Linked DNA regions of Mus musculus: all the other regions are linked to region 4. The links are chromatin contacts, called in public Micro-C and promoter capture Hi-C maps. All regions are on one chromosome and are shown on one strand. The core of a region is the stretch at or near the end of the contact, and the rest is flanking DNA. Distances in the headings are between cores, read along the strand shown. Region 1 holds the start of Neu3 (neuraminidase 3). Region 2 holds the start of Pgm2l1 (phosphoglucomutase 2-like 1). Region 3 holds the start of Pold3 (polymerase (DNA-directed), delta 3, accessory subunit). Region 4 holds the start of Thap12 (THAP domain containing 12). Region 5 holds the start of Nars2 (asparaginyl-tRNA synthetase 2 (mitochondrial)(putative)). Region 6 holds the start of Rnf169 (ring finger protein 169). Region 7 holds the start of Ints4 (integrator complex subunit 4).

What was found. Promoter capture Hi-C pulls out the DNA fragments that hold promoters and counts their contacts. A called contact is a pair of places that touch in the nucleus more often than the background predicts. Capture Hi-C pulls out chosen DNA fragments and counts their contacts.
Region 1: a contact with region 4 is called in a promoter capture Hi-C map of liver, with 6 times the contacts expected there. The contact joins the promoter of Neu3 here to the promoter of Thap12 in region 4.
Region 2: a Micro-C map of embryonic stem cells shows a contact between it and region 4. The contact joins the promoter of Pgm2l1 here to the promoter of Thap12 in region 4. A contact is called at or near these places in 1 of 39 promoter capture datasets (liver), 1 of 484 Hi-C or Micro-C datasets (embryonic stem cells) and 1 of 9 other capture datasets (liver).
Region 3: a promoter capture Hi-C map of liver shows a contact between it and region 4, with 4 times the contacts expected there. The contact joins the promoter of Pold3 here to the promoter of Thap12 in region 4. A contact is called at or near these places in 2 of 39 promoter capture datasets (embryonic stem cells and liver), 2 of 484 Hi-C or Micro-C datasets (B cells and CD8 T cells), 1 of 115 datasets of contacts at active chromatin or transcription factors (astrocytes) and 2 of 9 other capture datasets (adipose tissue and liver).
Region 5: a contact with region 4 is called in a promoter capture Hi-C map of erythroid cells, with 15 times the contacts expected there. The contact joins the promoter of Nars2 here to the promoter of Thap12 in region 4. A contact is called at or near these places in 1 of 39 promoter capture datasets (erythroid cells) and 1 of 115 datasets of contacts at active chromatin or transcription factors (astrocytes).
Region 6: a contact with region 4 is called in a promoter capture Hi-C map of liver, with 2.6 times the contacts expected there. The contact joins the promoter of Rnf169 here to the promoter of Thap12 in region 4. A contact is called at or near these places in 3 of 39 promoter capture datasets (embryonic stem cells, liver and pre-B cells) and 1 of 9 other capture datasets (liver).
Region 7: a contact with region 4 is called in a promoter capture Hi-C map of liver, with 3 times the contacts expected there. The contact joins the promoter of Ints4 here to the promoter of Thap12 in region 4. A contact is called at or near these places in 2 of 39 promoter capture datasets (both in liver) and 1 of 484 Hi-C or Micro-C datasets (liver).

The regions. Positions count from the first base shown.
Region 1 is chr7:99,826,262-99,829,887 of GRCm38.p6, reverse strand. Neu3 (neuraminidase 3) reads left to right here and starts at 1,471. Exons shown (of 3, transcript NM_016720.2): 1 at 1,471-1,730.
Region 2 is chr7:100,225,688-100,229,389 of GRCm38.p6, reverse strand. It overlaps Pgm2l1 (phosphoglucomutase 2-like 1), which reads right to left and starts at 1,783. Exons shown (of 14, transcript NM_027629.3): 1 at 1,356-1,783. The coding sequence starts at 1,466. It overlaps Gm34877 (a long non-coding RNA gene), which reads left to right and starts at 1,985. Exons shown (of 3, transcript XR_869834.3): 1 at 1,985-2,260.
Region 3 is chr7:100,120,020-100,123,514 of GRCm38.p6, reverse strand. It overlaps Pold3 (polymerase (DNA-directed), delta 3, accessory subunit), which reads left to right and starts at 2,015. Exons shown (of 12, transcript NM_133692.2): 1 at 2,015-2,151. The coding sequence starts at 2,092.
Region 4 is chr7:98,701,476-98,705,235 of GRCm38.p6, reverse strand. It overlaps Thap12 (THAP domain containing 12), which reads right to left and starts at 1,989. Exons shown (of 5, transcript NM_028410.2): 1 at 1,758-1,989. The coding sequence starts at 1,846. It overlaps Gm15506 (predicted gene 15506), which reads left to right and starts at 2,308. Exons shown (of 1, transcript NR_144495.1): 1 at 2,308-3,760. It also overlaps the pseudogene LOC108167485.
Region 5 is chr7:96,950,111-96,953,610 of GRCm38.p6, reverse strand. It overlaps Nars2 (asparaginyl-tRNA synthetase 2 (mitochondrial)(putative)), which reads right to left and starts at 2,084. Exons shown (of 14, transcript NM_153591.4): 1 at 1,667-2,084. The coding sequence starts at 1,807.
Region 6 is chr7:99,979,107-99,983,056 of GRCm38.p6, reverse strand. It overlaps Rnf169 (ring finger protein 169), which reads left to right and starts at 2,599. Exons shown (of 6, transcript NM_175388.3): 1 at 2,599-3,085. The coding sequence starts at 2,623.
Region 7 is chr7:97,479,550-97,483,145 of GRCm38.p6, reverse strand. It overlaps Ints4 (integrator complex subunit 4), which reads right to left and starts at 2,190. Exons shown (of 23, transcript NM_027256.2): 1 at 1,996-2,190. The coding sequence starts at 2,049.

The sequences.
Region 1 (3,626 bases), core at 222-2,721, 1.1 Mb before region 4:
AAAAGGAATGAAGGAAAATCCCATCCTGTTATGATCTTGTGTCTTAGGAAAGCCCATCCCTTAGAGCGTTCACTGCCGTACCCATGGTATTTGCTCAGGCTCAGGGATTCAAACTCAGTAGGAGTCAATGTTTTTCCATCCTTTAAGTTAATATTCCATCTTTCCCTTCATCTTTTGACAAATTCCTTTATGTTTTACTTGGTTCCAACAAAAAAAATGAGTTTCAATTGTTTCTCTCCATGTGAGTTCTACTTCTGAGTATCAAGTTCACTTCAAAGAAAGAAGACCCCATATTCTTACACTGGAACTAGAGGAGGCAGCCATTTGGGAGAGAAACTCCTAACATGACTGGGATGAAATAAAAGGAAGTCACTTTGCTCCTTGGTGGACAGGGCCCTGCCCCCTGGCATCCTCACAGGCAGAGGAGGAATGGGGTCCGGCCGAATCGGCCCTGCTGTGCTGCTTTCTATCTTACTGTGGTTAGACCCACACTTGGGGGTGTGATTTCTTATATTATAAGGTGAAGGGTGCTATCATACATCTTACTATTATAAGTCAAATACAAGTCACTCCCCACAGGGTAATGCCACTATGCTAAATGTCCTAGTTCATTATGTTAACCTGGTACATAAGGAACCACTGTGAATTTTGATACCAATGTACTCCACATCTTGGTTTTTATGTTTGTTTGTTTGGGTTTTTGTTTTGGTCGTGACTTTTTCATTTTCTTTTTAGTCTCCTCTGGTAGCCTTGTTGACCTGATGGGTTTTGTTTGTTTGTTTGTTTCGGTTTGTTTTTTTGTTTGTTTGTTTGTTTGTGTTGTTGTTGTTTTTTTTTAACAGTCATTTTTAGCTTTCTTTGTCCCCACCCCTGGCTGATCTCTTAGATGCTGCAGTGTGTCAAGAGGGGCCTTTTCCTCTTTTGATTTTGGTAGGTGGGGAAGAATGGGATGGTCCTTGCGTGTGATTGTGAAACAAGAGAATGGATTCAGTACTTGGTGACAGATACATGTATGTAAATGTGTGTAGACAATATACAATAAGTTATCGAAGGTACAGGAGAGTGAACCTAGGACGTTGCACCTGCTAGGCGAGTGCTCTGCCACCTAACTGGTTTCTCGGCTCTGTTTATACTTTTTTTTAAAAATCTTGCGAGAAGGGCAATTGTTCAGGGTGGCCTTAAACTCATTTTGTAGTCCAGACAGATGAAATTTAACAGTCTCTACCACACTAGCAAAGTCCACAGCCCCGCACCACCAGGCCCTGATAAATATATACATTTTGGAACCTTTTGCAAGGAGAATGTCCAGTGCTTTGTGTGAAAACACCCCCTTCCACCTTTTATCTTTTTAGGAGTCCCCTCTGAGCCTCGGAACCTTTGTTCGACAATTAGACTGTCTAGGGAAGTTTTAGGCGGTGATACCTTCCACAGACCAATCGTTAAGGGCGTGGAGAAGCAAGCAGGGCGGGCACTGCGCGGTGAAGGGGCGTGGCCTGGCCGGGGAGGTTGACACCCAGACGCTGCTCTCAGTCCTCTGGCGCCTGCTCCCCAGCGCATTCCTTCTGCTCCTGGGATATTTGTCTCATTACTGCCAGTTCTTGCGCAGCGGTCACTGGGTTCGTTTCAGCGTCTGTGGTTTCTGTCGCTGTTATCCAGTCTCCATCGCCCCAGCTCAGCTTCAGGCCTTCTTCCGAGACTCCACGGGAGAGCCCAGAGAGCCTCCGGAGCCGGTGAGCTGGGGTGAGAGTCACCCGGAATTCGGCCGGGGACTGTGGGGACCTGCATCAGGAAGGAAGACTGAGTCAGCCAGAATCAGCTAGGACCATTCTACTTTTGCTTTCTTCCATCTAAAGCCAAACTTCAGCTGTAGTTTAGAACTGTGGGAACAAACCGAGACTGTGAAGTCTTCTTACTATAGAGGAGTTGTGGGCGACCAAAAAGGTTCCAAGGTGGAATGTTTTTGATACTAGATTTGCAACTGAGTGGTCTCCCCTAAGTTTTCCTCTTCAAACAAGGCTGACTTCAGAAGTCGTGCTAAACTGTACTCTCCCCAAGAAAGAGAATAGAGAGGACTTGGTTGGAAGGTGAGAGAGTATGGAACAGTAATTAATAATCAGAATTATCTGCTAAAGCAAACAACTCCAAAGCAGACCTGTACTAGATTCTTCTCAGCCCCTAGTTCTGAGCACATAGTTTGGGTGAATCCTTTAGGTGTGACCAGGCCACTGTGTTACCACTGTCATCATTATTATTAGAATAATCATAGTGAAAATTAATGACAATTTAATTGTTGAGGTGATGGCAGAACCAAAACTGAATTGTAAAAAGGTCAGCATTCACAATAATTAAAGACATCAATTTGTATAGTGCCTTAACGTTTATAAAGCATTTTTGAATGGTCCTGATAAGTACACATTACTAACCTTTAACAAATGAGAGCCAGTCATGGGGCCTGGCTCCTGTTAATCCAAGCACTCAGGAGGCTGGGGCATGAGAATCACAAGTTCAAGACCAGCCCAGGTGCTAAGAGGAGGTTGTAATTGATAGAATAATGCAGTGCTTAATGATGGGGCTTGGTACTGAGAACACAACAATGATGTGGTTTCATTGTGAGAACTTCATCAGTGTGTATGCACATCGTATGGCTCAGCTAGGCTGTATGGAGAATATATATATATATATATATATATATATATATATATATATATATATTCCATATATATGCCTATTGCGGCTGGAGCCATGATGAGTGAAACATGAAATGAAGTCAAACACAAGAAAAAATGGTGTCAAGAGATTCTGAAAGCATGGATTGTGTGAGGCTGCTGCCAGCTAAGGTAATATGCTGTTTCACTGTAAATGTTTGTAAGTTTGTATTCCAAGATAATAACAAAGTGTAGTCTAATGAATGATTGCAAGCCAGTAAAGTAGCTTTTTGTCATTTCAAGTTGTATGAGCTGTACATAGATATTTGTATATGACTGACATCACAAACGTGTTATATGTCTGGGCTGTGATACTGGTGTCTAAGATGTCTGTGGGTGATGGGAACTTTAACACAATTAGAATCTGTGGGACCACCACACACACACACACACACACACACACACACACACACATATTCAGTCTAGTATTACATTGTATATAGTACATGACTACTGTTCTACATCAGTTTCAGGAGTCAGAAATAATGTGCCCTGTTTGGCATGGTGGCACAAACTAACTAACACTCAGGAGCCTAAGGTTCTAGGATAACAAGTCAAGGTCAGTCTGGGATACAAAGTAAGACATTGTTTAGGGGGGAAAATTAATGATTTATTTATTATTTCAATTTATAACTGAAAAATAGTGATATAGTGACTGCCATGTCTTGTGCAATAGGCTTTGTAACAGCTACTTCAGGCTTATTTGTTCTTTTTATGTAGAACTGAATTCATTTTATAGATGAGGATCTGCAAGCAGTAAAAGCTGTTAAGTACTCTAAGCTATGCCTTTCATTATGCACTGCCCGAAGTGGGACTCAGAGACAGGCATCCTTAGAATAGAGCCAGCCCAGTGGTGCATGGAAGGAGAGAGCTGGACTGTGGCGCACAGGCATGCTCTAACATGCCGACAAGACAGTCCAC
Region 2 (3,702 bases), core at 534-3,033, 1.5 Mb before region 4:
AGGCCCCACCCTAGTTGTCTGGTCAACAAATGCCTCAAGATTCCCAGATGATCTGTTAGCACTTTCGGGTCTGAGAAACATTGGTTCAGACTCTAGAAGAAGGATTAGAACATCTGAGAAATATATGACCCAGTAACACCAAATACTTTATTGTAATTGCTTATTTGTTGGACTTCCTTATCTACGAACTAAAGGCTTGCTGACGGCAAGAACTCTTTCTATCTTTCTCACCACCAGCATTTCCTGTCTGGCCTAGAACACTCAGTATTTAGTTGGGTTTTTTTGTTTGTTTGTTTTGTTTTGTTTCCCTTCTTAAATGCATAGATACCTGGAAAAAAATGAAAATAAACTTTTTCAGAAAGCTAATTAAGTAGTTCTTTTGTATAACAAAATCTCACATACCTCCATACAAACCCCTTAATTCAGTTTTAAATGTGCTGCCTTTTTTGTTTTAGCAGCTGTATCATATGCACTTGAGAAAACAAACACTGGGATTATCATCCCACCCTCTGAAAAAGCCTCCAAGAGCCTCGTTTACAAGTGAAAAGGATGCATTTTAATTCTAGCTTTCACCAACCCACCCTATATACCTGCACAAGGGGAGGGAGAGAGAAGAAACGATGGCATCAGCAATTCTGAAATTCCTAAGCAATTCCTAAATATCTGATCAGAATCTGCCTTTTAAGATTTGAGAATGGTGCAAATTCTATCAGTACAACTAGACTATTCTAGATGTCCATGACAATTTTTTGAACAGGATACTTCCAATAAATAACTGCCGGCAGAGGAATGAAATAAGAGGAGAACCCTTGTCACATTTAATAGCAAAAGGTGATACCAGAAAATAAGAGTGAAATAGACTAGCGAATACCTAGCCAGCGATTACCTAGTGACAGAGGGTGGAAACACAGCAGAGCAACATAGTGAGTGGTTAGTAACGTTCAAGAACCAGAAGCCACTTTCTGGTTCTGCAGAGAAGGAAGTCAAAGGAGAAAGAGGAAAGGTGATGGATGCATAGTACACAGAGGATAACTTACAACGATGAGAATGAGGACGAAGTATTTTGACCATGAGAGATGATACTCACTGGAAGGGAAGGGGCAGCAAGGGAGGAAGCGGGACTGCGGTGTAGCCTACCACAAAAGAAAGAGACTGCAGTCGTCCCTGCCCAGCCCAGCCCGCCGGGGAAAGCAGCCCCTGCATAGGTGAGAGGCATCGCCCAACTCCACTAGCCCTGCGCTGGCTGGAGCCATCTCCCCTGGAGCCTCCAGAGCCCTGGGTGGGTACCGGAAAGGGTGGACTGTGCGAGGGTGAGCAGAAAGAGGGGACAGATGCCGGGGTGACCAGGTACCCACCTTGTCCCAACGCAGCCACTGCCCGATGGCCGTGTCTAGCTGGGGGTCCCCAGTGAGGTAGGGGGCGTGGAGCAGGTTAGAGTTCAGGTCATCATCTGCGTTCTCAGCCATGGTAGACACACGGGTTTGCGGGCCCGAGGGGCGGGCGAAGACACTGAGTCAGGGGGGCTCTAGGTGCGCTCACCAGGGTCCAGAAACCCCCTCCTTGACGAAGGGCATCGGAGACCAACCGCGAGCTGTTCAGTCCGCGCCAGCTCCTGCCGCAGCTCCAGCGAACCCGGAGAGAGGGCGGAGACAGGACAGCCGCCTCCCAGCAGACTAGCTCCGGATCTCAGCTCGAACTGACTGAGGCGGGCGTGAGGCGAGAGAACAACAACAGTCCCAGATGTCTGGGTCGCCGCCTTCGCCCGCGCCGCCTTAGGCCCCGCCCCCGCGCCGCCCGCGCCGCCCCCGCCCGCCCCGGCCCGTCCGAGTGCCCGAGGCATGAGGCGCGAGCCCGGGAGCGCGCGCCCCGCACCTCCGCTGCAGCGTTTGCTGTCCGCTGAGGCGACAGTGCACAGCTGGCTTTGTTTTTTTAATGCCGTTCCTCAGCTGTCTTTCCCTTATCACCCGCCCCGCACTCGCACGTGCGCCTCCACCTGGTGTCCCCGTCGTCTCAAGCAGCCCGCCTCTGCACTCACTAGGAGAGTCCCCGGCGCGCGCAGGCCCCACCCTCTTCGCCTCAGGGCTTGGTCTCGCTTGGGAGCCCAAAGTGGCGCGCGTGACGCCTCACGGGAGTTGTAGTTTTCCCCGGTTCCCCGAGTTCTGTACACCCGTTGCCTTTCCCTTCCCTCGGAGAGAAAAAGCACCACCTGTTCCCTGACGCTTCTTACTTATGTTGTGCAGTGGTGGTCTCCTGCTTTAAGGTAAAAAAGGAATGACGTAAGGAACAACGGTATCTATTTGTACTTGAAAGTTTACGAGTCGTTTTTTGTCATTTCATTCATCCTGTGTGGTAGGTTGTATGTATATTCCTTTCCCACTTTACACAGAAGGAACTGAAAGGCAAACCGAATTTTCTGAGCAGTAGCGTTCCTGAGAAATGAATGCGGGTTTCAGTCTGTTATGTTACCTCAGCTGGCAGTTGTTTTTGTTCAGTTGTAGCCGCGGAATAGAGGTAGAGAGAATATAATGTCTGGAAAATAGATAAGAAGGTTGTCAGATGATGGGTCAGCATTTAACCCTATTTTAAGAATGTACAAACATCATAAAATTCATGAACAAGTAGGAATACAGAGGAAAAAAGAAATGAACACCTTCACTTTCTTTCTTCTATAAATGTGCGCCTTTCAGGTCTCATTACTTGAGGCCAGAGAAATACTGAAGTCTTGTATATGGACCACTCTGCTTTCTCTGTTTTTGAGACAGGGTCTCCTCTATGGCTTTGGCTAGCCTTGAACATAATATACGCCAGGCTGAAATTGAACTCTTGAGTGCTGGAATTCCAGGTGTGCACCACCACACTGTGCCAAATACCTTCTTGGTGTGACTTGACCAAGTATATTAAAACTCTTCCTCATCAGCCTTTTGCTCTTGTAAGGATTATATAATATTTATAGCATGACAGTACAGTAATTGAAGAAATAGTTTTAGAGTGTTTTGAGGCTCAAAGATAAAAGACATAATAAATCCAAAGTATTCCTTTTATTTTTTAAAGACATCATTTGTTCTAATAAAATCCAAACTACTAGCATAAAATAATTGTATTGAGAGATTCTGAAAAATAATATATGTCATTGTAAGGGGTTGCAGTGTTTGCCTTAAAAATCAACAAAACAAGAATTATGCTAGGAGCTGATATTAGAAGAATATAAACAATTCCCTTCAAGAAGTAAAATCTAGGGCTGGAGTGATGCTTCAGCTGTTAAAGCTAGGGTCACAACCAAAATCCCCAGAAATAAAATCTGGAGAGATAGGATATGTGCAAGAATGTTTAGTCCACGATGAAGAGCTTGCTGCAAATAGTGGAAATGAAACCATCAAGCAGGAGGACCTGCACTGGGATTTCAAGAACAGGAAATAAGCCAACTGAGAAAAAAGGAGAGGGCATTTCAAATCCATTAGTGAGTGATTCTCAAGTCCACTATGAGGTTGTTTAAAATATATTTTATATTAGTGAACATAAATCCCAGCAATCCTGAATTTTGAAATGGCCGCGGTACCTCCATAAAGATAGCTGTTGATTGTGACCTAGATGGTCATTATCAAAGTACATATTAGAACCAACATGTTGGCATCCTCTGGAAGCATATTAAGAGATGCAAATTTTAGTACTCAGTAAAGTTCTACTGAAACAGATTTGCATTTT
Region 3 (3,495 bases), core at 766-3,265, 1.4 Mb before region 4:
GCTCTAAAGTCATGTGTGTGTGTGTGTGTGTGTGTGTGTGTGTGTGTGTGTGTAGGCAAAAGTGTGTTAGCTTCATTTGCATTTCATGTCTCAAAATATGGAAAGCCCTTCTGATATCTGGAATAAGACAATGGACTGATTTTCCATTGCTTGGTGCTTCACCTTTCCTGTTTTCTCTAACTGTAAAAAATCACATAGATCTGTAAAAAGTTAAACAGTTGGAAGACAAGAAAAAACCCAAACCTCAAAAAAACCAAGATGAGAACAAAAGGCAGCCCAATGCTACCACCAAAGCAAGCCCAGCTTTGAGACGGTGGGCGATTATTTTAGCATACCTGGACGGAAACATACTTGCTATGTATGTGGCTTGGAGCAAACTACCTAACTCTGGACAGTTTCTATAAAACTGAGATAAAGACTCAAGTTATCTGACATCTATATATTAGTATACAGGTAATATTTACATCCTAGATTGTTGACGAGATTACACGAGAATATTTAAATACAAAGTCTAACATGGCCCCTGCCCATTCAGTGATGGTAAGTCACAGTGGGCACATCAGAGCTCTACTTCTTTCTCAGCAGTATTTTCACTTAGCTCTCAATGCCTTCATTGTAACCAAACTTCAAGCAAAATTCATTTGCTGAGAGTCTATTACACGTGGGTGTTCTGACATTATGAATACAGTAAGTTTGAATTTTTATTTATTAATTATTTTGTGCATATACATGGGCCTGCATGTACCATGGTGTGTGGAGACCAAAGGATGACTCCAAGGAATCAGTTCTCTCCTGCCATCTTTATGTGGCTCCCTGGGACTGAACTCAGGTCATCAGGTCTGTGCTGCAAGCACTTTACCCACTGAGCTATCTCATTGGCCCCAAGATCATACTTAAAATAGTTTTTGTTTACACAAACCCTGTCTCAAAGTCCTTGCAGTTGTTTCCTAGTCACTCTTCCCATGAACAACATGAAGGTGGTTTGAAATGATGGGACCTCATCTTTTGTATGTGTGTGTGTGTATAAAGGGATAATAAAATCTAACAAGACTACTTGAGGATTAGGGTCACTGCTAGAGATGCCCACCACATGCTAGTTACTCAGTAAGTAAGTAATTGTGATATATCTGGGGAATATACATGAAACTAAAAGACTTTCTTCATCTCTTAATTCGTGGGAGGGAAAATTCCAAGGGATACTCTTCTCTGATTTGTTTTTGACCCTAAAACCTTTCAGTGTATTTGTAGACACAACTGTAATCTCTTTGACATGATCTTGGGTTTATTTACAGGCATCTGTTATGATTCTCTATGAAAACCACACAATGCATTTGCTGGGTTTCTATGAGACTAAATGAAATTTCATTTTCAAAGCACTTGCTCAATATGTTTGTCGTGTAACAACACAGTTACCAGCTATTATTAGTGTGATCGTGGTGAGCACAGCTTGAAGGTTTTATGTGTATCGTCTCACTTATAACTCCAGCCAAATAGAATGATTTGATTTCTCGTCTGCTCTTTTCCCCAGTCTTTTCACATCTTCCGGGAAACTCCTGGTTGACCCAAAGATCATGTCCCTAATCTAGTGACTCTTACTTGGTAGCTCTGGCTAGGTTGGAGCTCCATGGGTAGAACAGGGTGGTCTTCAGCTCACAAAGATCTGCTTGCTTTTGCACCACCACGCCTGACACCAACTCTTTTAAGCCACCCCTCCTCCCCCTCTTCCCCCTCCTCCCTCTCCTTTACAATGTAGGCTCCATGTGTACTCTTGGCCACAGCACTCCCCCGCCCCCAGCGGTGAAATATAAGGTTATGAGTCAGTCTACTTGTGGTAGCAGAGAAATCGCAACGTTCTCAGGTGCACACCGACAACCACGGGCTCGCGCCTCACTTCCGGTCGGTCTCGCTCCAACTTCCCCCTACATCAGCCCTGGCTGGCCTCTCACTAGTTTGGCCCTCACCCGCCGCCGTAGCGCGGCGCCTTGGTTGCCCTGGGAGACGACCTGTGACCCGAGAGTGAGCGAAGCTGTTTCCCGCCGGCGGGAGCTACGGCTGGGGCGGGTTGAGCGCGGGGCTCGAAGCCGCACCACCATGGCGGAACAGCTGTATCTAGAAAACATAGACGAGTTCGTCACGGACCAGAACAAGATCGTGAGGAGCTAGGACCACGGGGGTGGGGAAGGCGGGGCCGTGCGAGGCGGGTGTGCGGGGGACTGGGCCTGCCCGGTCGGCGAGGGGTCGCGACCCCCGGTGCCTGTGGCTTCTCGGGGACCGGCTGAGGTGGCCACTGGTCACCGCGAAACCCGCGTAGGGAGACACGCCCTGCGGGCAGAGCTTCTGGCGCGCGCCCAAGCCCCGGGGCCTTGGGCGGGATTGTGAGGTCCGGGGGCGTGGAGCCTGGGAAGCCAGCGGGGTTCGTGAGGCTTCCTTTCCCTGCTCTGTCGGGTGGTGGCCCCTCAAGACAGTTGAGACTGGCCGACTTTCATAGGCGACTGCCTGGTGCTTTACCCACCAGAGACAGTTTCCTCTTCCTGGAAATTTAAATATTGAAAGCAGCTTGACCCACCTCCTCGGGCTAGCGTAAAAATGAAGAGACTTGGGTGTGATGGACCTTTGCTGCTGTGAGCCCATGGACACAGTTTGGTACACCGACTCACACCTCCCGGGTCCTCCAGGCTTTTGTGTTATCCCTAGAAGTGGGATTTAGCCAAGGGTCAAATGACGTGTATAAACGCGTCAAGGGCCATTAGGGCTGGATAGATAAATTCTTGAATCCCAGGTCTGTCTCTTTCCCCTCTGCCTCTGTCTGCCACTCTGCCTCTGACCAATCTTTATTAGTCCTCTTATTGGGAGTGCATCGTTTAGCTTTGGAAGAAACAACAGACATACCGGGTCAGGGAAGGATGGAGGCTCGATGCCCCTAGTTCTTGAAATTACCCCATACTACATTTATCCATTTTTCTCTCTCTCTTTTTTTTTTTTTTTGATTCCCACACCACCTGTTCCTCTTAACATTTGAATAGTTGCAAATTTACTGAGAAGTTCCTGGGTTATGTGCTTTCAAGTAATGCTAGGTTTTAGATAAATTTTAGGATAGTTTTAGGTAGCTTCTTAAAGACAAGAGGGTCAGAGAGCTTTTAAGTAAGACAAGGAGTTTGAGCTAAATAATCTTTGGCTTGGCTTTGTAGACTCTTAAGACTTTTCTTATTATGTTTAGTGTCATGCGCGTGCGCGCGCGCACACACACACACACACACATAATTGTGCTATGTCACAATTATGGATGTCAGAGGACCAGTTCTCTCATTCCACCGTACGAATCCAACAAATCAAACCCAGGCTCTTTTTGTTTGTTTGTTTTTCGAGACATGGTTTCTCTGTATAACCTTGGCTGTCCTGGGAACTCACTCTGTAGACCAGGCTGGCCTTGAACTCAGAAATCCTCCTGCCTCAGCCTCCTAAATGCTGGGATTAAAGGCGTGTGCCACCACCGCC
Region 4 (3,760 bases), core at 740-3,239:
TCTTAAAGGAGGAATAGAGCAAGACACAGGATGCCCTCTGGCCTCCACATACACACACCCCATACCCACACATAATCTCAGAAGTTAGTCTTGACTCTTTTCTCTTATAAACGACATCCAAATTACTAGTAAATCCTGTTGGCTTCATCTTCAAACCTTATCTAAAGGCATCAATTTCCCTCTTCATCCTCTTCTACTGATCTGGATTATTGCAACAGTCTTCCCTTGGTCTTCCTGCTCATATCTTTACTTCCCTACAACTAACAAGCAGCCAAAAATCCTGTTAAGAACTCTTGCAGCTCTAAACTCTCCCACTTCACTCAGGATAACCACCAGAATATCTTCCATGGACAACAATTTCCTAAACAATTTCCGTCTCCCATATAAACCTCATCAGCAAGCATGCCTTGACTTCACTCTTACTGTTTCCAGATGCTTTTCCAACATATTGCACAGCTCTCCCCTTCCCCAATTCAATTTTTTTTTGTTGTTGTTCAGATTCATTATGGTGAGACTTTTTTCTGTTATGTTTAAAATAGAAACTGTGCCTCCGTTTTTTATACTTTTTTTTTTAAACGGGTTCATGAGACAAGACTCACACTACAGCCCTAACTGGCCTGGAACTTACTCTAACCCAGGCCTGCTTCAAATCTCAATTCTCCCTGCCTCCTCAGCGCTGGGATAACAGACAATGTCCACTGCTCAGCTCCCTGGCTATGCTTTTTTCTTTAATCTGCTCTGGTATATGCACGAGCGTTTTGCACTTTGAGCATACCTGGTACACAGGAAGGCCAGAAGAGGTTGTGTAATCCCCTGGAACTGAAGTCACCTAATGTGGGTATAGAACCCAGGCCTTCTGCGAGTATAAGTGCTCTTCAGCATTGAGCTATCTTTCCACCTGTTCCCTAGCTAAAAGCCCTTCCAACCCCTGCTGTATTTTTCTTCAGGATATTTTTCATTATTGGACACGGTATTATAAATATTTTACTTGCCAATTTCCCAAGACTTGAATGTAACCTCTGAGAAGAGGGATTTTCATTGGTTCATGTTACCCACTCTCATACTCTGACCAATTTCTACCAACTGTCGGCTTTCAATAAATATTTGCTCAATTAATATCATGCTATATTCAGCGCTCGTTGATAGATCTGCTCTCTCTCTCTGTGGATTAGGTGCTTTCTGCCGTCCGTGACAAAATTCACTCGAGTCTCCAGCACCTGACATGAGTACTTCAAACATGGTTAAGCACTGATTTTTAAACGAATGAGCCAACAGGAGAGCTCTGAGAACTACCTGCAGTCTATCACACTAAGTCCCTATGATTCTCAGACTACGTCCCAGATTATAAACTACCCCAAGGAAAAGTGAAGTTGCAATACCATATTCCCACGCCCTCACACTTGTCCTCTGTGGTCCCAACAACCAAGGGAGACAATGAGTAACGGTCGGCATTTGAACACTGGGTTGACAAGTCCGAAGGAGGCAGTTGTGACCTGATTTAAGATCAAAGAAAGCGGCTCGCCTCCAAACAGAAACACTGTCCTAGAAGAGACCAGTGACGCGGGGGAAGGCAGGGCCCCTGGGAACACAGCCCTGGAGAAGGGTTACTTCTTTGACAGCTAAGGAACCGCGTCGGACCACCAAAGGCGCTAAGCGCCCACTTCATCCGCCTTCGCGCCCCCGGGTGGCACCCACTGGGCCGGGTGCCCGCGAGCGCACGTGCGCGCAAGTCCCTGAAGCTTCCGCGCCCCACTCACCTGGCCGGGTCCCGCGGGAACCTGAAGAAGGCCAGGTCAGACTGCGTGCTCTTCCGTGTGCAGTTGGGGGCAGCGCAGAAGTTCGGCATGGTCGTCCGGCCGCCGGCCGGTCCAGCCCTCCCCTCCCCGCCTCGTCAGGGCAGCGCGGCCGCCCCGCGGGGCCGGGGAGGGGAGCTGGGCCGGCCGGCCGGCTCCGCAAGGCCGCGCGCGGAGGAGGGGCTGGCGCGCGAAGCCGCGAGGGGCAGGAGGGGCGCGCGGGCCGAGGCTGGGCTGGGGCCGCGGCTCCACAGTGCTGTGTGCGGCCGGGAGGATTTACCGCCGCCGCCGCCGCTGCTGCACCTCCAGCCCGCCCGGGACGCTACCGCCTCCTTCCCACAATGCACCCTGGCGCTGGAGGGTGCCCTCTCTTCCCTCAGCTATCCGCCCCCGCCCTCTTCGCAGGCGACCGTCCCTGCGGGCGGGCATGCGCACTCGAGAGGGTCGGGCCAGCTGCGTAGTCTCAATGCACATGCGCACAACCCAACCCGCGCAAGGAAGGAATTGCGCATGCGCTGTAGTCTCCCCGGGACTGGCGAGCGCAACCCCGGGTTATTCGGGTAGGTTTGCTGTGTGCGGGTTCCTGCAGATCCAGGGCAAGCTAGAACGTTACTTCACGGCTGCGTCTGCCCGGCTTGTGTAAAAGTTGTCACGGTTCATGCGTCCATTGCGTGAGTCACCGTAGACTCTTAAAGGCAACAGATTCGGGATGACCCTTGCGATTGCTTTGAAACAACTCGCGGGTTGAACGCAAACATGAGTTGTAGAGGATTTAATTTTTAACCCGTTTTGCCTTCCGGTTACTCTGTGACCGAATTAGTGCTAGATTGCTAGCCGCACACCTTGACTAGACGCTAGGGTAAAAGCTCAGAAAAGCAGTAACTTCCTTGGTGGTTTCCAGAGAGGCAGGAATAGTGCAATGATTAGGCCAGCAGCACCCTAGAGATTTTTACCTCAGGCTTCTCACAGTCCTGGCCTGATAACGTTCCTGTATGGTTTTGTTTCAAAATGAGTGGCCGCTATTTAGAACAAAGTATCAAATTTTGCGTAAAATCGAACACGTCTGCAAGTAAGACCCACCACTTTTGAAAGAAGCGTATGGGGGTGAAGTGGTGTCGAGGGCTTGAGTATTTGACTGGCACAAAAGGTTTAAAGAAGGGTGGGAAAATGTCTGAGATGATCCATGAAGTAGTCGTCCAGTCACCCACAGAACGGATGCAAATATCCAAAAGGTCACGGACTTTGTGTGAACAAGCAGTTAACAGTGAGAAGGATGGCTGAAGAAATTACATTTAGAGAAAGAAACCATTAGATTCATTCTGAAAGGAAACCTGAACACGAGAAAAACGTCTGTCAAAGCTATAGCAAGTATTTTGAAGGATCAGCCTGAACTTGGGGAAATTTGAGTGTCCATCTGGTCATTCAAAGGAAATTAAGAACGCTAGTTTATAGGTGAGGGAAAAGAGGACAAGTTCTGAGATGTGGAGTTAGCTGCAGCAGAGTGCTGATGAGGAAATGGCTCTGCCTGTGTAGAATCCCAGAAGTCGGGCCCCTGCCAGCCACCTTCTGCAGGGAGCATGCTCAGAGAGTAGGAGATCTGACGACTGCTACGGTATCAGACATGGAGATGCAGCGTTTGGAGTTTGCCCAGCTGGTTTCCTGTCTTGCTATTGGGATTACAATAAAGTGATTGGATGAATCTCAGAAGAGACTTTGAACTTTTTTTTAAAAGATTTTATTTATTTATTTTATGTATATGAGTACGCTGTAGCTGTCTTCAGACACACCAGAAGAGGGCATTGGATCCCATTACAGATGGTTGTGAGCCACCATGTGGTTGCTGGGAATTGAACTCAGGACCTCTGGAAGAGCAGTCAGATCTAACCATTGAGCCATCTCTCCAGCAACTCTGAACTTTTAACATTGTTGAGCTGCTATAGACTGGGGACTCTGGAAATTAGACTAAA
Region 5 (3,500 bases), core at 835-3,334, 1.8 Mb after region 4:
CACAGCTCAGGAACTCCCTGTTTTCTTAGAGCTCGTTATTTGTACCACTCATAACCACCACGTTGCTGTAAACTAGGGCTAAACAGGAATATAATGTGAGTTTTACAGAGTTAGCTCCAAGGATAACAGCACTTTCTGCTCCTTCAGAGGACCCACATTTGGTTCCTAGTACCTTCTGGGGAAGCGCACAGCTCCTTGTAACTCCAGCTCCAAGGGATCTGACACCACCTACGGATCTCCATAGGTATTCCTATCTATGTGTCATAAACTCATGCAGACACACATACACAAATACAAGATAAAATTAATCTTTAAAAAGATTTGTCCTTACATTAAAAGTAAAAATAGGTAATGAATAACATGCTATTCAATTATACTCTGAATATCATTCACATGTAAACAATATAAACATATTTTTATTTTTGAATATATTTATATTTTTATATTTCCTTACTCCTCAAAGTTATTATATATTTTACTCTTACAACACACCTCCATGCAGTTGAAACACACTCAGGTGCTCAGAGCCACAAGTTGACTAGCAGTTTCCATATTATACCACTAAGCACCCAAATAAAAGGTCTGTTACCTCCGTAGTAGGTTCAGTTCATCTTTGACTCTTCTTTTGTTCATCACACAAATCAAGGTACAAAGAGTACAGCAAACAGTTTTGATAACTTTTGATTGGGATCATGGAACAAGTAATAAACCCAAAGAAATGCAAGGAAGAACAGCTTGGTCATAGTGCCAGATATCAGGAATATGGGTAAGACCTATTAGTTTATTTCAGTAATTCAAGAGGAAACAGCCAAGCACCAGTCTTACTCTTTCTGTGCTTTTAGGAATTTATTCAAAGCTGTCACAAATAACAGCATCTAACACTGACTGAGAGGCCTCTGTTCTAAATAGCCTGTCTTCATTAACCCGTTTAATTTTCAGAACTCTCCAAAATATAGACTATTATCTCCATTTTCATAAGAGAAACTGGGGCCTGAGGCACTGTCGTGACATGCCTATAAGTAACAAGCTACATAGTAGGGCAAGCGAATTAAGCCAAGGCAACTGCAGCCCTTAGCTTGTCAAACTACAACATTCTGCTCTTTCTCCTAGTTTAAATACATGGAAATCTCAGGAGCCTGAGTGACTGAAATTGAAAAGGTATGGATTCTCCTGTGTCCAACTTGTGTACAATGAGCCGCAGTGAGCAACTGAGGATAGCTATGAATGCAGCCCAACACGGACTCGTAAACTTTGAGACTTTTTAACTGGAGGGTAGAGGCGGTAACTCAAGTATGAACTTGGTAGGTGGAGACCTCATGTTGCAATGTCAAAAGGCTGGACACACCTGGAACCACTATTTCCTGCCAGCCAGGTGAACAGGAAAAAAGGAAAGACAGAATTTCTGTTCTCAAGGAACTAGGGCAAAGCATCCCAAGTTATTACTATAAAACTAAATAAATAAATAAATAAATAAGGGAGTGTTCATTTCAACTTTTCCGCATGATTAAAGTGTTTACAAGAAACCCCTAGGTGTCATGAAAACTCAGCTGCTGCACTTGTGATCGTCAGAACGATTTGCAAAAATAACAGTGCGGTCCCAGAAGTGTAGACTCTGGAGACAGCTCAAGTCAAGCAAGCTCAGGCAGCAGTCTTTCCACACACCCACCTGCACCGTTACGCACTCCCCTCTCGCGTCCTGGACCCTGAGGGCGTCCCGCACGCGCATTTTGGCAGACGCGCGGGGCCTGGGGCAGGAAACGGAGGAACAGAGGCGCAGCGCGCCGAGCAGGCGCCGGGCCCCGAGCATGGCGAGACCGGACAGGGTTCCACGGGATGCCGGGCTACGTCCCGGCTCACAGTCCCCGAGAGCAGCCTTTTTCAGCCGCGCAGTCCTGCCGTCATGCGCTCCTGTCGCTCTTCCCTCCGCGCCCCGAGCAGTTCCCACGGGACCCCACCTCCGCGTCCCGCTCCCGAAAGCACAGAAGGTTCGACTACACGGAACACAGCGGTCAGTGTCACACCGTACATGGGACCGGAGTGCAGACCCAGACTTAAAGCACGTTGCAACTGAGCTACGTCACCCCGTGCTCGCTCTTCCGTCATCACGCTGGGTGGAGTCTGAGCATGCGTGATTGTGTCCGGGAGCTCGTGAGGCGCCGCACCGGTAGGGGCGGTGCAGGAGCTGAGGTGGGCGGGGCTAAGGCGCAAGGGCTGTCTCAGGTTTCTCAGAAATAGCTACTGTTGGGTCATCTCTAGGGAGACTGAGGAATACTTGTGGGCAGTATTGACAGATGCAGAAGGCAAGTGTCTGTGCAGAGTCTTAGGGGTGGAGAGGAGTTCTGAGCTCTGGGAAGTCAGTCTCCAGACGTAGTACCTGCTGAAGTCACTGTTGGGTGGTAGCCAAACAATTCGTTGCTTAAAAAGGAGCTTTGCCTGCCAGAATGGGCAAATCTTTTCTCTTACTTGCATTTGTTTGAAAAGAAAAAAATGGCCTTTGCATATATTCAGCTACATTTTAAGTTTACACAAAAATATTTTTTCGTAACTCAGTGAGACACATGATAATGCTTTTATCTAGTTAAACAAGAAAAGGTCAAAATAAGGACTAATTAAGTTGCCACGATGAGACACCATACATAGTCCTGTTCATCAAGGAGCTTATGATGAAAAGATGTTGGTTGGGGAACAGAGACAGAGAGGGAGAGATAGAGACACAGAGACAGACAAAGAGACAGTGAGACAGAAACCGAGAGAAACCATCACATTATACCCAGCAAGAGCACACATAGATATGTGTGTGGTAAGTGGAGTGGCGACCCAGAGAAAGAGATAATTAGGCTGAGTTTGAGGAAGGTTAGAATTTTTCCAGATGAGAATGTCAGAAATTTTCCTGTAAGAGGAGGACAGGAAAATCTGCTGGGAAGGAAAATGGCCTGAAAGAATTGTAAAACTCTTCTCTGGACAGACTTGAAAATATCTCCAATAAAAATACTTTGGGGCACTTCTGGAACCTTGAGAAAGGAAAAATCAAAAACTTGTAGCCTTCCAAATATGTAGAGATAGCTTATATCTTAAAGTATAAAAGTATATTCGATACCCCCCCCAAAAAAAAAAGTGAAACCAGCAACCAGCAAGCTCAATTTCTCTTCAGGTTAATTCTTCTGTCTCATCTTTCTTCCTCCTCTTTGCTCTGCTAAGTCTCAGGGAGACTATCTTCCTCTACTTAAGGCAAAGGGTTAATTAGGAAACTAAGCAGAGAACCATTGTTCAGTAACTCAAGGGAAAGGGACCCCAGTGGGTAAAATGGGAAATTAGCAGTGGGTAATCTAAAGTGTGTAGTGAAAGCTGATCACTGCCTGCAAGCTTTGTGCTCAGACCCAACTGCTCCCGTTTATCCTTTACTGTGTTAAATTCTATCTTCTGATTTGCTTTCAGTGTTTGGATCCACACGTCTGCCTTTAGATTCATCGCCTTCCCGATAGCAGCAGGAATGACATTTC
Region 6 (3,950 bases), core at 1,350-3,849, 1.3 Mb before region 4:
CCTCGTCACCATTGCTGTGTTAGAAAGATTACCTTGGCAACAGCATAGAGGAGAGAAAAAAATTGGAAACTGGGAACTCGGTCTTCTGAATTCGAGGGATAGAAGAGACTGTTGAACGTGTCCACTGTAACAGTCTCCCTGACAATCTAGTGTTAGATTCTTATAGCATTAAAAATGAGCACGACATAGATCCTGGTATCCTTTATCTCAGCTTTTGGCATCAGTCTGAGGCAGCACCGTGGCTGTCATATGCCCACATGCACACACTTGTGTGGTGCATCCCAGGCTGAGAGCCTGCTGTATTCCAGGACATTTATTTTAAAGCCGAGGAGACCGAGGGCAGGAAGAAGGAAGGGAGCCAATGAAAAGGCCCAGGAACAAGATCGGAGCTGGCATCTGGGCAAGTGATACTCAGATCGCTTACTTTTCTCTGTGGAAAAGAAAAATTTCTGTTTCTCTTTGTGTCCAAGAAAGCAAGCTACACTGTTCTAGGCTAGCAGTGAACAGGCCCTTCAGACTGAAGTCCTATTGTGTAAGCAGCTCACAAGAAGCAACTGTTTCTAATGGTGGCTGCTTCCTGTCTAAGTTTCACCACGCTGTGATGAAACACCATGACCAAAAGCAATTCTGAGAGGAAAGGGTTTATTTGGCTTACATACCCTGAACTACAATCCACTGAGGAAGTAAGTCAGGAACCCAGATGCAGAAGCTGATGCAGAGGCCATGAAGAGTGCTGCTTGCTGGCTTGCTCGTCATAGCTTGCTCAGCCTGCTGTCTTATAGGACCACCAGGTCAGGGTCATACCACTTACAAAGGGCCAGGCTCTCCCGCTGTACTCACTGCTTGAGAAAATGCTCTACAGGTTTGCCTAGAGCCTGATCTTATAGAGGCACTGTCTCAACCAAGGCTCCCTCCTATCAGATGACTCTAGCTTGTGTCAGGTTGACAGAAAACTAGCTAGCATACTCTCTGTACCACAAGCCTTCCTTGTCAGAACCAGGTAAAATGTCCCTGGGTAGGAAGTGAGCAAGTGCCCGGATAAAGGACAGCCCATCCAAGAACTCACTTCTGTGTCTGGCAGTATTCTGGCTGTCTGGGCCTTAGGCTGGGCCTCTGACTCTCTGGACATGATGTTTAGTTACTCACTGACCCTTTGTCAGTTGCTGTCTGTCCTTTACTTCCAGGTTCTCATCCTAAGGCTCCAGTCCCCCCCACCCCAACTTGGATTAATCACTCTGCTTTGAATCGGTTACCACCAACTGTGGACACTCTCATGACAACCTGGAGCTTCTAGATGCTTTCTTCTACATACAGTTGCTTAAAAATAATGTCTTTACAAAGCCTGTGATTTTCCATAAAGATAACATCTTGGTCCAAATGCACCTTAAGGTAAAAATAATAAACAAACAAACAAACAAATAAATAAATAAATAGGCAACACCCCGAGACTTGTTGTAGTACAGTCATCTTTCCATCAGGGGGAGCCATTCTTTTTCCTAAATCCTCTGTATCCAGAAAGGAAAATCACAGCAAAGTCTCAACACCTCTCCCTGGCTTAAACAGGAATGATGTGGTCAGAGCTGGCCGGTAGGAATGAACTCTAAGATCCATGGGACAAAGCTTATAGGAAGAGGGGTTGTGTGATGGCAGGTCAGTTTGCAGAAGTCACAGCTGCCAGCTAGGTGAAGAGATGAGGAGAAAGAAATCATGCAGTGGGCTTATGGAATGAAGAAGTGGGTGGGAACAGGCTGGAAATAGAGCCATTTTGGCCAGAAAATGACAAGACTATAAGTTAAAGATGCCTGGGCTGGGAGCGTGAGGACCCTTGAGATGGTTCTGTGAATAGAATGTGGGAAATAAGGGCTGTTTTGAAAGGATGGAGACATTAGGTTTGTGCACGGAGCATGCAGATATCCATAATGATAAATTCAATAACTCTGAACTGCAGATATTAGTGTGGGCTTTCATGGGGAAGAAAAGAGGAGACCAGGGAGTCATATAGACTGAGAAAAGAAAAGGCACAAGCTTACACAAGAGTATCTACATTTAAGTATCAAACACAGAAGTAATCTGAGGAGCAGGGTTTGTGTAATAAAGTATGCTTTTTTTTTTTGCCCCAGCCAAGGGAGGGGACTTCATAAAGGGATGTGGAGAGAGAGGGGCTGAAATGAGGGCTGGTCAGGTTGTTATTTCAACAATCACTCAAGACTTTTGGTCATGATAGGCCTCATGCTAATCACAACAAGCTGCTATGGCCCCGAGGAGAAAGCCCTTACCAAATGAAGTACTTCGACAAGTTTCTGGATAGCTCATATTTATAGTTCATTTTATAAAGTTCAGGGTCGCTCAAAAATTCCAAATAAATTCTTTCAGTCTCTCAAGATTCAGTGCTAGAAACTACAAAAACAGGAGGGCGGGCTGAAAGACCAGATATATAAAGAATAATCATTAAATATTAATAAGCAGTCTCCTCCTGCTAAGCGAAAGGCCCTAGGAGAAATATCCCCAGGCGGACTAGGTTCCCGCCCCCTCATGAATATGCAGATAGCTGTCCGCCGCGCACTGCCCCGCCCTCTACTCCTCTCCCACCGCAACCGACTCTCCCTTCAAACGGGAAACAAGATGGCGGCGGCAGGTCCGAGCACTCGGGCTTCTTCCGCTGCGGCCGCGGCAGCTCTGAGTCGGCGGGGCCGGAGGGGCCGCTGTGACGAGATGGCGGCAGCGAAAGCCGGGGCTCCGGGCCCGGCCTCCAGCCCCGCGTTGTTAGTGTTGCGGTCAGCGCCACGGCCGGAGGAGTCGGGCTGCACCGGGTGCCTGGAGACCCCGGGGGAAGTGGCGGCCCTGCCGTGCAGCCACTCGCGGTGCCGAGGCTGCGCCTCGCGCGCGGCGGGCCCGGGCTGCCGTCGCTGCCGTCCCCGCGGTTCGGGCTGGGCCCGCCGTCGGGCGCGCGACGACGGCCAGGCCGCCGCGGAGCTGATGGGCGAGCGCGCCCGTCGTGGACAGCCAGAACCCTGCCGCCCGCGCCGGGACGGGGGCGCGGCTGCCTCGGGGCCCAGGCCGGAGCCGGAGCCGCTCGCGGAGCCAGGTGGAGCCTCCCCTCGCCCCTGTGGGCTTCAGCCAGGCCCAGCCGCCGGGTCTGGCCTGGTGAGCGGGGTGGAGGGTCCCGGGCTCTGCTGCCGCGGGTGTGGAGAGTTCTGCTGGGGTCGCGACCGGGTTCTGCCCAGGCGCAGTATGTGTTGGTGAAGGTTGAACTTTGGAGCGAACTGTACGCGTGTTGAATTTGGAGGGGCAGTGAGGGGACCCCGCGCCTTGCGTAAGTCAGAAGTTTGGAAGGAAACAATTCCTGGAACAAGTTAGGGGCATGTTGAAGTTGGTGCGTGGAGGGGGAGGGGCCCTGGAGGATCCCAGCAGCGCTTGTTTCAGTGTTGGGCAGAGGGCTTGGGGTCGCGCGGTCTAGGAGGGATGTGTCTTCCAGGGCTGGAGAGAATGAGGTGTGGGATATCCCAGGCTCAGGGGGAGCTTTGCAGACTTGAGAGCAGAGTGGGTTTTGAGGATGAGCTCTCGTGTGAAGTTCTTTCTCATGCTATCTTGGGAAAAAAAAAAAAAAAATATATATATATATGCATGCTTAGCGCAGAGCTTGCCACACAGGATGAGATAAATGCCATCTATTTTGGTGATAATACTAATCATAAACGTTAGTGGTGCTTGATGAAGAAAGCTGGGTGGGATTTAAGTTTTGGAGACAAAGATTGGTTTGGCTGGGGGCTGTTTTCTGTCTTTCTATGTAAGTTTCATCTATGATGCTGGCAACTTAAAGGTCTGTTGTAGGACTCTTGGCCTGAACTCCTTTGCCTTTCTCACCGTCGGCAGCCCATCACTTGTTGGTGCTGAAGTCTGAGATAGAAAATTCCGTTTGTAACATGAACCGAGACCTAGGCTTCTTTGGT
Region 7 (3,596 bases), core at 941-3,440, 1.2 Mb after region 4:
AGTACTTGCCTAACATGCTCAAGTCCCTAGGTTCAATCCCCAGCATAAACCAGGAAGTGGAGGCAGGAGGTTTAAAATTCAACCTTAGCGACACTGCACCTGGACTGTATGAGACCTTGTCTTATTTGTTTTGTTTTGTTTTGTTTTTCCCCAAGACAAGGTTTCTCTGTGTAGTCCTTGCTGCTCTGGAGCGTGCCTCAAACTCACAGAAATCCACCTTCCTCTGCCCCCTAATGATGGGATTAAAGGCATGTGCCAATCCCCCATCCCCACCCCTCTGAGGTGGGCCACCCCAGCTGAGACCTTGGTTTTTGTTTTGGTTTTAAAAAAGAAAAAAAAAAAAAGAGCTGGACCTGCAGAGATGACTCAGGGGCTAAGAGTGAATTCTTGCTCTTGCACAGGCCCCAGGTTCAACTCCTAGCACCCACCTGGTAACTCACAACTGGCTGTAATTTCCGTTCTAGGGGATCTGATGCCCTCTTCTGGCACTGCACACGTGATACACTGACATTCATGCAGACAGAACACTCATGCATATAATATAAAGAACAAAAAATGTAAGCTTTTGTAAGAAAGACGAATAAAGAGAAAGCCAATTTACCAATAGCCGATAAACAAACATGAGAAGACGGCAGTATGAGATCACTGAAAGTTAGAGCTGGGCTTTAGGAAAAGGAGAAAATGCTAAGGAGAATGGAAGAATACCGACTCGCCAGTGTAGTTCTCTCTGTGACGATAACAGAGACACTGCCCTGGCTCTCCAGTTAGACTATGTACTCCCCAAAAGCAGGGGTTCTGATAGACAACGACTTCCTACCACACATGGTACACAGAAATCACTCAAGTATTTGAAAATACTTTAATTTTTTCCTGTTGAATTAATGAATGAATGGAAGGTTTAAGAGTCATTTTCCATCAGGCATGGTGATGCAAGCCTTTAATCCCTGCACTTGGGAAGAAAAGGCAGGCTGATTCCTTCCTGTTCATGATCAGCCTGCTCTACATAGTGAGACCCTGTCTCAAAGAAAAAAAAAATTTTTTTTTTTCCTTAATGAGACCACTCTGCCTAAATATCTAAGACTGCTGGGGATCCACTGGCATAAACCCCCGGGCCTGGTCAAAATGCAGATCTTGCCTCACACCACCAACCTATTGAACATAATCTGCATCATAACAAACTCCCTAAAAGAGCGAGATCTGTAACAGCTCGGTGGTAGACCACATGCCTCAGCATGCATAAGGCCCTACACTCAATCTCCCCTACTACAAAAAAGATAAAAAATTTAAGTATTCCTCAAGACGCGTATATTTTGTATGTATCTGTGTACATATGGAAATTTAAGAAGCAGAATACATCGCTTCTACAGAGACACTGTGGAGCACACTGACAGTTCTGACAGGGGCTCTCTTGGTCCACCTATGTTTAAAAGAGAGAGGATGATAGGTTTGCCGTCCTGTGACTCTTGCCTGCTTGGTCTGAGCCTTGAATTCTACAGACCTTTAGTCAGCTTGGGGTTTTGCATACAGCTCAACTTGTCTCTGAAAGTTAGAGGTACACGAGTTAAGAGGAGTTCTGCCACCAACTGAGGACAGGAGAATGCAAATATAACCGATCTGGCACAACCGAGCTGTGAGACATTAAAATAAGATACCTGACAGTTTTTAAAACTATACAGCACGTTGTCCCAATGATTTTGTTTTGTCTTTATCAAGTGAGCTGGGAGTGTGACTTTGGGATAGAGTGATAAGTTAGCATGCTTAAGACCCCGAATTCTAGTCCCAGAACTTTAAATACAACAACAACAACAAACCCCAAAGTCAGAGTACACATGAGAACAGCGGCCTCGACCTAACACGCCCCCTGCCTGACGCGCAGCCTAGGAACCTAAACCTAAGCCGGCTACACACAAGCTTAGGCGCTGATCTGGAGAACAGCCTGGGTGCGGACAACCCTCCCGCGCAGACTGGTCCATGGCTTTTTCTGCCAGCGCTTACCTGAACCACTTTAGTGAACTCCTCATACACCCGCTTTTTCAGGTGCGCCGCCATGGCTGCACCGGACCTTCTCGGCTTCTGTACTTGCTGAGAACGTGGAGAGAAACCTTTCTACAGCACCGATTTCGCTGCAATCCCACAAAGCAGTGGGGTTGCTGGATAGAGAGGCCTCTTCCTGAAGCTCCACTGCCCAGTGAGTCGATTGGCTGCCGCTACTGCTGGGAGACGGAAATTAGAGTGCATCCTGGAAGATGGGTGGAGTAAAAGGCGGGGCTGGTGGGAGCTGGAGGCAAAACCCGGAGCTGTATCCTGGAGGTGCCCTGCTAGAATCTTAGGGTGAGTGTTGCCATAGTTCCAGCTCCTCCCCGAAGTTCGTTTTACTTTGTTACAGTAATTTAGAAGTTATCCATCAATAAGAAAGAAGAAGAAGAAAAACGGAAAGATAAAGAAAAGAAAGCCAAGAATCTTCCTGTTGAATCAATGAAAGGTTTAAGATCATTTTTCTGAATGGTACTACTCTGCAAGTCTGAAGATTTAAGAATGCTGGTGGTCCACCCGGAGCCAAGTCTCTATCAGGACTGTCAGTGTGTTCCACGAATCTCTGGTGAAGAGACTAATGCTTCCTCTGACAGCTGGGAAACAGTGAAAAAGAATCTTGAGACTGAGGATGAAGCCACGTGTTGTGGTGTCAAAAACCAGGAGCCAACACTGAGATATAGAAAGGCAAAAATGTTACCATTACAGACACACCCACACACACACACCCACAGTAGAAGGATGAGGTGTCCTCAAAGTCTTACAAAGGTTCTTTATGACTTTGGCAAGCAAGCAAAGCTTAATAAAAAGGGAACTTTATTATGATTAGCATTTAGCATAAACTCAATTACAGGTTTTTAACTTCATTGTAGTTGGTAGGTTTCAGAAAACCTTGTTTTTCAAGTTAAGTCTGCTTCTCAGAAGGTCTTTGTAGTCTTTCTTTGGAAAACAGTCTACATAATAGAAAGATAAATCTCATTTTGCCTAAAAAATGCAAGTACAAATATCAAGACCCTGGAAATAAGTCTAGAACATGAACAATGAGTAGAATAGAGTTCCTGTTATTATTTAACCCTTGTTAAGATCAATAATGAAGGAAGGAATAAGAATGGAATTGCTGTTATTATTTAACCCATATTAAAGTGAATAGTGAAGGCAGAAATAGGGGAGTCAGATTCTAACACAACACTCCTTTAAGACTCTGGTACTTGAACAAGTGACCTCCACGACAAGCATACTGATAATCCCTACCTAACAAAAACATGCTTACAGTGTAATGAAACAATACAGAAACAAGAACACCCTGCATCTGAGATATGTGGTGCTCTTGAGTTTTACAACTCACCTGTTCTTTACTTTTTTAACCAAAACATGGGACATTTAGAGGAGGGAACAGGAAGTTGGTAGGTACAGAGGACCCAAAAACACATAGATTATCTTTATCCTATACTATACGTAGGAAGACTGTGTTACAGCTCAGATGGAAAGGTGTCCTGGCAGTTAGGAGTCAAGGAATACCACAAAGTCACATTGCACAACAAACCTCACACGAGATTTGTTGGCAG